Regions from separate parts of the Columba livia genome. Here region 1 is linked to region 2. A link is a contact called in public Hi-C data. All regions are on one chromosome and are shown on one strand. The core of a region is the stretch at or near the end of the contact, and the rest is flanking DNA. Distances in the headings are between cores, read along the strand shown.

Evidence for each region. A called contact is a pair of places that touch in the nucleus more often than the background predicts.
Region 1: a contact with region 2 is called in a Hi-C map of crop, with 3 times the contacts expected there. The contact joins the promoter of NF1 here to the enhancer-like site in region 2. A contact is called at or near these places in 2 of 2 Hi-C or Micro-C datasets (crop and liver).

The regions. Positions count from the first base shown.
Region 1 is chr20:850,751-857,472 of bColLiv1.pat.W.v2, forward strand. NF1 (neurofibromin 1) reads left to right here and starts at 5,306. Exons shown (of 58, transcript XM_065036651.1): 1 at 5,306-5,530. The coding sequence starts at 5,471. LOC102086107 reads left to right here. Exons shown (of 5, transcript XR_010467305.1): 3 at 1,196-1,597; 4 at 2,778-2,889; 5 at 3,407-4,868.
Region 2 is chr20:782,881-788,866 of bColLiv1.pat.W.v2, forward strand. KSR1 (kinase suppressor of ras 1) reads right to left here. Exons shown (of 20, transcript XM_065036650.1): 2 at 5,411-5,551. Among named protein-coding and RNA genes, the nearest start is that of KSR1, 31 kb to the right of the region's middle. Within about 2 kb of position 2,936, at least 1 of the 3 cell types and tissues checked has an H3K27ac peak away from gene starts, as active enhancers do.

The sequences.
Region 1 (6,722 bases), core at 4,056-6,555, 70 kb after region 2:
GTTTCACTCATGCTTTGAAAAATCCTTTCTAAAACATACTGATGTGTGTTCCTGTCCAGCCTCCATGTTCTCTGAACGCAGGATTGGGGTGGGATTCCCGGCAGGATTGGGGTGGGATTCCCGGCAGAATTGGGATGGGATCCCTGGCACGATTGGGATGGGATCCCCGGCAGGATTGGGATGGGATCCCTGGCACGATTGGGATGGAATGCCCAGCAGGATTGGGATGGGATCCCTGGCATGATTGGGATGGGATCCCTGGCATGATTGGGATGGGATGCCCAGCAGGACTGGGATGGGATCTCCAGCAGGACTGGGATGGGATGCCCAGCAGGATTGGGATGGGATCCCTGGCATGATTGGGATGGGATCCCCGGCAGGATTGGGACGGGATCCCCAGCAGGATCAGCTCTCGCTCCGCAGTGTTTCCAAGCGAGCCGAAATGACTTTCTTCTCCACGGTGCAGTGCAAAGTGTTCCTGAGGTGTTTTGTATTCCTTTGGCTTAAATTCCCTCACTCTGCTCTGTAATTACATCTGATTATTTACAATGGTGCAAGACACCAAGTCTCTCATTATAACCAGGCTTAGAACCATTTTTCTAATTGGCTCATTCAAATCAGAGAGGACACAAGGCCTTGTGGCCGAAGCACAAGATGTGGAATCAGGAGAGTGAGCTTCTCTTCCTAACAATGTCTATAAATTCAATTTATAGAAAAGGAAATTGAGTTTAATAGGAAAAATGAAAGGCGTGGCCTACCTACCTTCTGTAGAGCAGATCAATAAAATAAGACCAGAAAAGTCAGCGTGCCGGGGCATTCCGGGCTGCGTGTGAGCGTCGGCCCGGAGGCAGACGGGGCTGCATTCCCGCTGCGGCGGGCTGGGAAACGGCAGGCTGCTGGCAGGTGAAGAGTGTTTGCTGACGGATCAGAGACGGGCCTGAGCTGGCGTGGAACTGAGCTGGAAAATGCTAATACTTGGGTGGTTCGAGTCCAGAGAACGTGCAGGGGGCTACAGGAAAGGTGGAGAATCTGAGAGAGCGGAGGTTCTTCGAAGCTGGAGGTTGGACATGATAATTGCCTAAGATCTCTTCTCGTCCCCATTTTGAATGGGTTGTAAAAATGTTGGAAATAGGTATAAGAGTTAGGGGAGAAAATGGGAACTCGTTTATTTGCAACGCAGCCTTTTCTGTTCCAGGGAGGATGTGCCCGTGTGTGCCCAGGCCCAAGAGCAGGAGCTGTCACCACAACCAGACTGGAGCCTCCACGGGACAACCTGTCCCATCCATGCACTACCTGTCCCATCCATGCACTACCTGTCCCATCCATGTCACCACAGCCAGCCTGGAGCCTCCATGGGGCAACCTGTCCCATCCACGTCACTGCAGGTTGTTTGTGACCTCCTGAGGCCCGCCACCAGAGTCCGGTTCTGTATTCCGAGCACCGCAGGGTGGCCGGGCGGGACGACGTGCTCCGTTACTCCAGCAGCCTCCGTGGCACAAGAAGGAAAAGCTCCGTGTTGCCGTGAGTACTGAAGATACGCGGGCTGGTACGTAATAACTGCCTCGTGCAAGCCGTGCAGTGGGCAGTGTGTACACAGGTATGGCTTCACCTGTAATTACTGTCTATTTTGTACTATTTATAAATGTTTCCCAAATGAGACTGATGAGATTTCTAGTTCTATCTCTCTTGAAGTCACAGGTTGTACAGAAAATGTCTAATAAATAGCTCAGCAGGGTTTTAGGGGAGCATGACTTTTTGTCAGATGTCATTCTGGTGACGGGGGAGTGAGATGTATGTGTTGGGACCTATAGGGACTGATCGGCTGCAGAACAAAGGTGATTGCAGCTGCACATTCTGTCTGCCCGCAGCGCTGGCTCCGCAGGGCTCTGGCAGGGCTCTGGTCACTGGGGTTTTAAAGGCTGCGGGTTGCACAACTCCGCTGTGAGGGCGATGAACCGCCACGTGGACACTTACTCATGCCCGATTTCTTTCTGTGCAGCTCCTAATCTTTAAACTGCAGTTAGGATCTCTTCCATGCTAGTGTGATAAAGCCTCCTGTCTCACGAGACAGCTCAGTCAGTGCCCTTTTGGTCTAGACTTGAAGGTTGTGCCACCATGGCTGTGTTAAGAAAGGGTGTATTTTTTTTAATTTTAATGAGATCAATGTGCCAGTGCCAGTTCTGATGAAGATAGAGCCGCGCGGCTGTGCACGTGCACAGGACTGCATGGTATTTTTGCTCTTCAGAACAGAAACAGAATTGTATAGCAGCGCACCTATTTACGTATATGGAAGGAAAAGATGAAGTCTGTGATTCTGCCGGTCTAACACGGCAAAACATTTCAAGTGCAGTTCCATTGGGGGATGAAGGTGGGGGAAGCTCATGTGCTCCGCGGTGGAACCTTGTCCCTCCCTCCCGTGGCAGAGCCGCCGCTGCAGAAACCCCCGTGCCTTCCGTTCCGTAGGACGCCTGAGCTTCGGTGACATCTTGATAACGGACCGTTTCTTTGTGTCAGATCAAGTATCAGGGATTAAACTCCTGGTGTTTTGCATCCAAATGAGATTTCTACCGGAACAGAAATATTTGCATTTAGAAGTTGATTGTGTGGAACAACGCGCTACTGTTGTAATTATCCTTTGCTGATTACACTTTCCAGGATAAAGTTCCGGTGTGAATATTTTGTATAAAATCTCTAATTTCTCCAAAGTATAATCCATCATTCAGTGACGACTGTTAATCTAGTCGGATCATTCGCTTTGCTCTGCTCATGTTTGACAGATCGATTGCAGTCCGGGAGGAGCTGGGAGGCAGAGAACACAAAAGAGAATCTGTGGCTTCATCTTTTAGAAAAAGCTTCTTCACGTTTTGAAATGTATCCAGCCTGTTACAGGTGAGTCAGCGAGATGGAAAGAATGCAAAGAACACAAAACCACCGCTCATTTATCGGACAGAAAGAAGCACGGGCTGTTTTCCCCTCTAGTTATTAACACGAAGAGTGCAAATGTGAGGGATTTTGGTGGCCTCTCCTGCCCTCTAATGGGCGAAACTGCCGGAGCAGCGTCCCCTGCGCGCCCGGGGTGCGGGGTCACTGCACTGGGGGCTCTGACCCAGACCGGGGGTGCGGGGTCACTGCACTGGGGGCTCTGACCCAGACCGGGGGTGCGGGGTCACTGCACTGGGGGCTCTGACCCAGACCGGGGGTGCGGGGTCACTGCACTGGGGGCTCTGCCCCTGGGCCACCCCCTCCCTGCATTTAAAGCCGGCCTAAGGGCTCGGGAGATGCCCAGTGACCCCCCACCGCAAGCTCGGCAGGTCCTTCCTTCCCTCCCGTCCTTCCTCGTTTACTGAAGTTTGTTTGTTTAGCTTCACTTAAGTACAGTGAGAAAATATTTTTACGCTAATCCCAGTTTCCTCCAGAACACTACCCCATCCAGCAGGAGCTGAAACCAAACATGCACCTCACCCAGGAACGCCTCTGCACGTTGTGGAAGGTTTCCGGACCAAAGCTGATCAACAGAAACTGAAAAGTATCACTTAGCATATTTCAGACACTGCTGGGGTGTTTGGCGAATGCTGGGGAATGTGAGCAGTGAGACGCTGGGGAACACGAGCAGTGAGACGCTGGGGAACACGAGCAGTGAGACGCTGGGGAACACGAGCAGCTGTGGGTGCTGAGCGCAGTGAAGCGCCTGCTCCCGCGGGCTCTGGCTCGGACACCGCGCGGCAGAGCCCGGAGGACGTTGCTCGGTGCCGGTTCCGGTGCGAGGGCAGCGCTGGGGAGAACAAGGGGTGTTTCTGAGCGGCTGTGTCACACACGGCGCTGCGCTGGGCCCGGGCGGCCGAGCCCCCGTGCGCACAGACACGGAGGTTCAGGGACCCGCTCCATTGGCCACCCAGCTCAGCTGGGAGTTTGGTAATTAACCACGTACAGCCACGTATCATGTAGTATGAGTACGTACAACGGATGCACCAGAAGTCTTTTCTAGGACTCCAGACAACATTTAGCTTTAAAAATCTTTCTGAAGCACATTCACGCTGCCCCTTGTAATGCGCTCTAATGCAGAGGGATCAATAGCCTCTGCGCCACAGCAAATGGATAATACAAAATTCAGTGCACTTAACAGCCCAACATTAGACTTTGTAGTTTGTATAAATCAGAATGCTTTTTGCATTTCCTGAAAGGTACCACAAGTGGTACGGACAGAAACCTCCTATTTGTTCTTCAACCGCTTAGTTGTTTTTTCTTACATAAAATATTTGCAATTTATTTTCATGGTTTTATAAGACATGTGCCTCCTAAAATTTTTGCTGAGAACCGAGTTCCTGAGTTTGTTGCTAGGATGAAATGGAGTTGTTCATAGTGTAAATCCGAATTGCAGGACTTGCAGTGTTTGTTACTTACAGGGACGGAATACACACTGCAGAGTAGATTTCATGTTGCTGCTGCTGGTGACAACAACGCGTTCTGAGGACACGAGGGTGCCCAGGCCGAGGCCCCTGCGGGTGCAGTAACACAGTCCCTTTTCTTCTGCACTTCTTCCCTGCGCGTTTGCCAGCTTCCAGTCCTGTGCTCAGCTCTCTCCTCGGGTTGCACCTTTGTTTAAATTGCCGGAACTTTCCCGTGACTCTGCGCGGAAGGACGCGGGTTTGTGCTCCTGTCCACCCGCAGACAAAACTAACGAACGTTCCCCAAGGAAACGGGTGTTTGCGATGGCGGATCCTGCTGCTCAGGCACAGAGCAAAGCGCTGCCTGGGTGCTGGGGACACTTTGTGTGCGATATGCTGTGTGTTTTCAGTTACTGCTGGATCTCCGCAGAGAAGCCTCCAGATGTAGCAGAAGCCATTCAATAAACTCATTTATTAAACTAATTTATTAAAGAACTTTTTTTTAATTATAAAGCTAAAGTACAGCTCTACCCTCCAGTCGGTGTGCGGTACCGGAACTGCAGATGACACATGACCTCGTGGGTTACCGCAGCTATTGCATAGATACAGTTCGTACTATTGCGGCGCTTCGCGGAACCCGCGGGCAACGCCAAGCCCCGCCCCTCGGGCCCCACCCCTCAGGCTCCGCCCCTCACGCCCCGCCCCGCGGACGGCGCACGCGCAAAAGGCCCCGCCTCCCGCCACGCCCCTGGCCGCGCAGCCGCAGCCGCGGCGCGGGCGGGGCAGGGAGCGCAGGCGCGGTGTGGCCCCGCCCCCCGGCCGCGCAGGCGCGGCGCGTCCCCGGCGCCGCCGCTGGTGTGTCGGCGCTCCCCCTGGCGCGGCGGGCGCGGCGCTGCGCTCGGGCGGGCGGGGGCGGCTGCGCTCCCTTCCGGTGTGGTGTCATGGCGGGCCCTGCGCGCTGATGGCTGCGGGCAGCTGAGGGCCCCGGGGCGCCAGGGATACGGAGCCGCTCCCTCTGCCGGCGCCTCTCCTGCCGCCCGCCCTGCGGGGATCCGCCCCCCTCCCTGGCCGGGCCGGCGGGGGACATGGCGGCCCACAAGCCGGTGGAGTGGGTGCAGGCCGTGGTGAACCGCTTCGATGAGCAGGTAGCGGGGGCAGCCGGAGGTGGGGCCGGCGGCGGCGCGGGGCGGGCTGGGCGGGGGAGGCTGCCCCGGGCGGCGGGGGGAGCGCTGCCGCCCGCCTCTGGCCGTGCCGGGGCCGCGGTTGCTGGGCCGCGTTGCCCGGCCCGGCGGGTCCGCTCAGCCCCGGCCGGCGGCGGCTCCAGGGCCGCGGTGCTGGGCAGGCCGGGCGGGGCCGCTGCTGCCCGCCGGGCCGGTGGCCGCTCCGGCCGCGCTGCCGCTGCCCCGCGGTCCTGTGGGTGCCGAGGGGCCGCCCTGTGCCCGTCCGCTCGGGGCGATGGGTCTCTTCTGCGCAGGGAGCGGGGTGCTGTGCCTGGTTCCTCTTCACTCCTGCTCCCCCGCCTCTTCCAAATGTGTGTTTGCTTTTCCTAGACATTCCTGTGAAATTCACTTACTCACTTTACATCATCTTGTTCATCAGAAAGGAGGTGAAGCCTCAGGAGTGAGTGTGAGGAGGACTGCGTGGAGCTGCTCGGTCCATCCGGCCCTGCTCCCCGTGACATGACGGTGGATGTCAGTGTGGAACCTCATCCACATCACTGGGGCACGGTGCTGCGGGGTGAAGAGGCATTTTTAGCCAATCATGTTATAGCGATTGATATTTGCTTCCCTTTATAAAAGGAGTTTGGAGATGAGTTTTCTGAATGGAAGGAGGAGGGATTTGTTGGCCTTTGACTTTGTGTTTCACTGGTCCACGTGCAGAAACCGCTTGCTGGGGTTGGGTGGTGTGAGTGTCTCAGCGGGACCGGGCTCGGCGCGTGGGGTCCGTTCCGCTCCCAGGGCCGAGCTCGGCGCGTGGGGTCCGTTCTTCTCCCAGGGCCGAGCTCGGCGCGTGGGGTCCGTTCCGCTCCCAGGGCCGAGCTCGGTGCGTGGGGTCTGTTCCACTCCCAGGGCCGAGCTCGGTGCGTGGGGTCCGTTCCACTCCCAGGGCCGAGCTCGGTGCGTGGGGTCCGTTCCTCTCGCAGGGCCGAGCTCGGTGCGTGGGGTCTGTTCCACTCCCAGGTGCGTTCCTGGCGGGGGCTGCGCTGGTCTGGGCTGGGGGCTCAGTCTGGGTGTGATCTGGCTCCGTTTGCTGTCCTGTGCACGGCCTTTGTGCACACAGGACGCAGCTCTGAGACCCGCTCGCTGTCGTGTCCATCGAAACATGAACCTGGTTCTG
Region 2 (5,986 bases), core at 1,686-4,185:
CAGCACCCGCCCTGCGGGCCAGACCCTCCTGCACCCGCTTCCTCGCGGATGCTGCGGCTTCAAAATAATGCAGCTTTTAAAAAGTGCATCTCAAAAAAACATGCAGCTCAAAGGCCCGCATTGGGGCCACGCTAAGGAGCACCGCCCTGGGCACAGCTTGCCTTGGCTACAGACGGATATTCAGACACAACTCTAGTAATAAGGTCAGATTAAAAAAGGAGCAGGAGAAAGAACCTGCTTTCAATTTTCGGTACCTCAAAACTGCCACCAACAGTCAAAGCCTTACTCACCGCACATCGCTCAGCAGAAGTGATGCTAAAAAGCCCAAACCAGAAATTTTTCCTCTCTATTACAGATAAGAGGCCATTTCCACAAAGCCTTCCCGCTATCAGCCATCCGGACTCTGCACTTCATGGGACATGCTTAAACAAGAGAAGAGTAAACCAGAGTGCATCCAAGAAGCCATCCAAAGGTTAGTCGCAATTAGTGGAGGTGAAGAGTTCACCATAACATAAAAAGGTCTTTAATCTTGTCTGGTGTCCAACTTAAATCCCTGAAACATGACAAAAATGCCGGTATCTAGCACAGCGGATGGGTTATTTTTGGTAAAGATTTCTCCCTGCAGATAAGCCTATGGCGCTAATGCTGCTGCTCTCTGCTCCCGCACCGGCGGGCACGGCCGCTCTTCCCGCAGCCGGGCCCCGAACGCCCCCTCGTAAACCAACACGTTCCCTCCCAACCATCCTCCCGTAAAGCTGCAGATGCAAGAAAGCCCATTACATAAGGCGCTTAAATTCCCACTGATAGCTCTAAGCAAAGCGTGTAAGGATGCTCTTCAGAACATCTTGTGCCGGCTAGTTGTTATTTTGCTCTGGTTTTCTGGCATCCAGTGAAGAACGTACTGAAAAATTGTTGTACTGTTAAATTTCTGGAGATTTTATGGTCATCCTGCTGTCCACCGGGACCCTCCCGGTCTGTTCCTGGAGGCATGCCGACACAAAAGACGAGGGGGTACAGCTGTGGAAAGCCCATAGGCGTGGGCAGGTCTGCCTCTGCCGCGCCCCAGCCCACACCTAAACCCGCACTCCTGCACCCGCTCCCCAGCGGGATCTGCTGCCAGCTGGGTCCCGTCCACGCCGCACACCCATCTGCTCGGGCTCAGCCCAACGCCCACGCCGCACGCTCTGCGGATCTGCACGGGGACAGCAGGACACCGCACAGACTGTCCCTGCTGAGGGCACCAGCCCCTCCTGCTCCGCTCCCCGGGTGCCCAGCGCTGCCCGTGCTCCGCTGCCCACAGCACAGCAGGTCTTGGGCATAAATGCTAAATGGGGAATGAGACAAGTTTCACAAGCAGACGGGAGGTATTAAAATATACATATATACACACATGAGGAGTCAGATACCTTCCTCCAATGGAAGGGGTGTAAAGCAGACCAAGCACAGGCCTGTGGCACCTGCTCCCACGGCCCGTGGTGGCGAAGCTCTGCCACCGCAGCCGCGCCGGGCAGGGGTCGGGGGGCTCTAAAAACAGCCTCCCGGGCGTGATTGACTGGAACCCCTGCTGCACGGGGAGCAGGGCTGGCTCTGACACGTTCCAGACGATGATGACTGTGTTCTTAAGTTACTTTTTAAGATGGTGACAAGTTATATGTGGGAACAAATACAATAATTATGTTTCTGGGAAAAACAACAGTAAAGGCAAAGAGGAATTTTTCCTGTGCTAAAGAAGATAAGCCAACAGAGATTTTTAACCCATTTTTTCTGGTAGACGAGCCTCAAGCCCAGAACCCAGTAAGTATCAAGAGCCCTCTCCCATCAGCCCAGGACAGTGCTCTGTTCACAGCGCCTTCCCCTCCTTCTCCCCCAGCTCCTGACTCCAGCTCTCAAGGGGGGCAGGACAATCCACCCGAGACCACTGCAGAGCTGATGGATGTCTTGTGTCTATGGTTCCTTGTCCTACCTCTTGTAGTTCTTAGTTCGGGTATCCCTTTCCCTAGTTTCAGCCCACAATACTTAACCATTTATGCATCATTTACGGTATTAAACTCCATGTACACAGTGCTAATCGATCTCTAGGATTCTATGCCAGCAACAAGGGCTCCAGCATTTCCTAGAAAAACACTTATAAAGAAAGTTACAGAACAATGCCAGCCCAGCTCCAGAGCAGAGCCCGCTCCACACTAGCCACCTTTGCTGTGATAAAAATCTGTCTGGCAACTGATTAGAGGAACAATAACAAAGAAACAGAAATAGCACCACTTGGGGTGGGGGTTCAAAGTTTCCTCACCCCTCGGAACTGCGTGTTCGCGGAGAGCAAACAGGATCCCGAACGCACTCGTGCTCAGCACCTACCTCCAGCTCCGCCAGCTCCGCGCACCACAGCCCCCTCACGCTGCGCAGCACCACCGGCTGACTCCTGTCCACGTCCGCGGGAGCTTTCGCTGCTGCCCAGCGCCATAAACAGTGCATTGTTGTTACTATAATCTCTCCCAGAACTAAAGGATTTTACAAGCAGTCATTATTCTTGTTTTAAATAAAGGTTTTCAAAGAAAGAAAGGATCCTGACAAGACAGCAATTGTAACAGCAAGAGCTTTCAAGCTTCACAATGTCTAGAGCAAGTCACTGAGCAAAAATAGTGTTTGCTCTGGACTAGAGGAGTCAGCAGATACTCTAAATTAGAGCCGGTGCTCTATTTCTGACAGGGGAGCCCGGAGCTGCTGTCCCTCCCTGCGTGGCAGCTTTATTTGGGAGAGGACTGGGGGAGAGAGGGGAGGGGAAGAGAGAGAGAAAAAGAGCATTGTTCCGCTAACCCCGCTAACGAACTGCTCGCAATTAGGCTGTTTTTCAAAGGTGTTATGTCACAGATTAGCAGAGTCTTGGTGCTCCCTCCAGCAGCACTGGAAATGCCCTGGGGATCACGGACCCGCTGCCCCCAATGCTCCCCAGCCCTTCGCACCTTCTCCAACCAGCCTCCAACCCCCAGAAGAGCGGCCCGTGCCCAGCGTGAATACACATCACAACACTGCAGGGCTGCTGCTTCTGTGTAACACGTTTGGATGCACTGAGAAGGAACCCCAGTATGGCTGTTCCAGGTTTACAGTGAGCTAACAGTGTCCTGGAGATGGAAAGTCACTCCCCAGTGCATGTTGTCTGACAGCCACGGAAGCAGATGGGACTCAAGCATCCCCGCTGCCACTGTCCGACCCACTCAGCCATCCCTGCCAGGGCTCCTGAACCGCCCCTCATGTCACAGGCAGTGTGCACTATGGGAAAACATTATGTATTTCCTAATAACTAACCTATCAAAGCTCCTTCTGTCAGAGAGTTCCATTCTGAAAGCGTACAGCTGCACCGCGGTTCGCATGCTGTATAAAATCCGAGCAGCAGCAGGAATGAGCCCATGACACCTGTAACAGTTCTGACAGACAACTCGTCCCCTGCACTGTGCTGGTGTCCGAGCATCAACAGGGGCTGCGTTGCTATTTGCTAAGCAGTGAAATAACAGGACACACACACACAAATATCACTGCAAGAGCAGAGCAGCAGGTTTATTAGCCCTGCTATTTCCATTTCCCCAGATTACAGCCTGTTCCAACGTGCCTACTCAAAAACAATTTGAACGACCCCATCCTGTGCAGCTACTCTAAATGCTGCAGAAGCTGCCCGCAGCTGCGTGAAATAGGAGCGGAACTTCTAAAAAACATCCATACATTCAGAATCACAGAGGAATTTAAATGCTTTGTACACCTCATATTTCTGTCCCAGAGAACAGAGGGAATATAGTTCATTACACTGGTCACTGACTGGGAGAGGGCAGCAAGAGAGCATGAATGAAATAATCAGCTGTCGGAATATGTTCTTACTGCCTCAGACCAAACCCGAGCTCGTCCGCCCCTGTGGTGACACCAGCCCGGGGCAGCGCCCGCTCGCTGCTCCTGCGCCCGCTGGACGGTGCAGCGCCCTGCGCCTCCTCCCTTCCCCCGCGCCGCAGCACCGAGGATTTGAAAAGAGCTACAAAGACATTCTTCTAGGCTCAGGCAATTCCAGTAACCTTAGAAACCAACAATAGTTGTGAGCCCGGCAGTTTGGCCACAGCAACCACTTTTCTGTTCTCCTGTCACTGCTGCACCTTTAGCTGCGCCACCCAAAGCCTGCAGGGCTGACGGCAGCATCGCGTTCACCATAAATAGTAGTAAATAAAAGGAACAGCTTGGTCCTCAACCCATTCCACCCCAGTCTGCTCAGCTGCATCAGGACCAAGCTGGCGTTACTTCCATGAAAATCTGCTGAATTTTTCAACTGGGTGGATTCCTGCTGAAGTTAAAGAAACTTGTTGCTTGTGTAAGGATCAAAGGACACTGTGTGAGAACTCTGTGATCACCCTGCGGGGCCAAAAGGGGGAAAAAGAATGGAAAAAGCCTTTTCTGCTTTGTTTAGCCACCAGTGGGCTGAGCTCTACTCGTGCTGCCGTTAACGCCACCCTGGATGGAGCTGTCTCCCATCCAGAGAGCACAGGGAAGCCACACACAGTCCAGAGCAAGGGAACAACGTCCCGTCAGTGCCCGGCGCGCCCTGCGGCCACCTGAACGTGGCTGGGACTTCAGGCCCCGCTTCCAAAAAAACCAACCAAACAAAAATAACCCCAACCAACCCAAAAAATTGTCAGAGAGAAGAGCCAGGGCCACGGCTTATCTGGTCTGTTTTATTCCAGCACAAGCGTCAGCTCATTCTGTGCAGTAACAAGGCTTGCAGCGATCTGCGTGTAAAGAATTAAACTGTAAGGATCAGAAGGAGCCGTGGTCTGCAAGTGTGAACAGCTGACGCCGACCACCACAGCCCGCCACAGCAGTTATTCACTGCATTCTTTGACACCGATGCCATGCGCTTTGGGATCGGTTTCAACCAGAGACGCTACCCGAGGGGGAAGGAGGGGAGTGTATAAAATGAACAAATCTCCCTTGTTTCTGAGCACAGACTCCCGCCCAGCCGAAATCCAGATCCAAGCCCACCTGCCCGCCACTGGGTGCAGTCTGCTGGGCTGTGCGGTCTGCGTGCGGCGTGAGGCTCCGCAGCCGCGACTCTGGGACAAACCCCTAAACTCCGACCCCTTTTGTTAGTCTAAGTTTAGATGGACACAGTGCTACTGGCTATTTTTGGATCTTCGCTAATTTATAATTGTGGCATGTACACTTTTAGAAGTAAGAAAACGCTAGGCTGTAGCAACTCAACATGTCTGTCCATTTGTTGGATATGTCAGTGCACAAAATTGTAACTCTTGGTCTTTTTTTGGCCAGTACTGGACCCAGACTATAGTACAGTACAGTATTATTATTATTATTATCTAAAAGTAAGTGCTGAAGTTATGGTGTCGGGCCGCATCTGTGTGGAGTGCTGTCCTCCCCTTACCTGCACAACCTCCTTCCTCACGTTGACGATGTCCAGCCAGTCGTGGAACCTCGGGTAGCTGTTGAGCTCCGCGGTGCGGTCGGTCAGGGGCACGCTCAGCTTGCACTGCCGCTGCCTGTGGATGTAGTCGATCAGCTTCACCTGCGGGATCCAGAGAGGACACCGTTAAGTGCCACGGGATCTGTCGTCATCTTCCTGGGCCATGTTCCTACAGAACCCAGCACCCGGGAAAGCAGCAGGACCGTCTGTGCAGTGGTTGGAACGTGGTCCGGCCAGCGGGACAGGCCCACGGGGAAGAGGGGCAGCTCGGCTCAGACTGTCGTCCCCTGTTTTAGTGTAGGACCTCCTGTCAGGCCAGATTTATTTTCCTGGAAGAAGGAGGAGATACCAGTACACTCTCTAAAGCCAGAGCTCCACACTTAGTTATATGTAACACTAATTAGATGCAAATGCCTTGAAGTAGCACATGACCCAGCATTAAAGCAGGGAGCTGCAGGCACCGACAGCAGCAAGAAAAAGTGTGGGAATCTGTTCCAAAAACCACGGTGGAAGGCAAGGTGGACTTAGCATGTATTT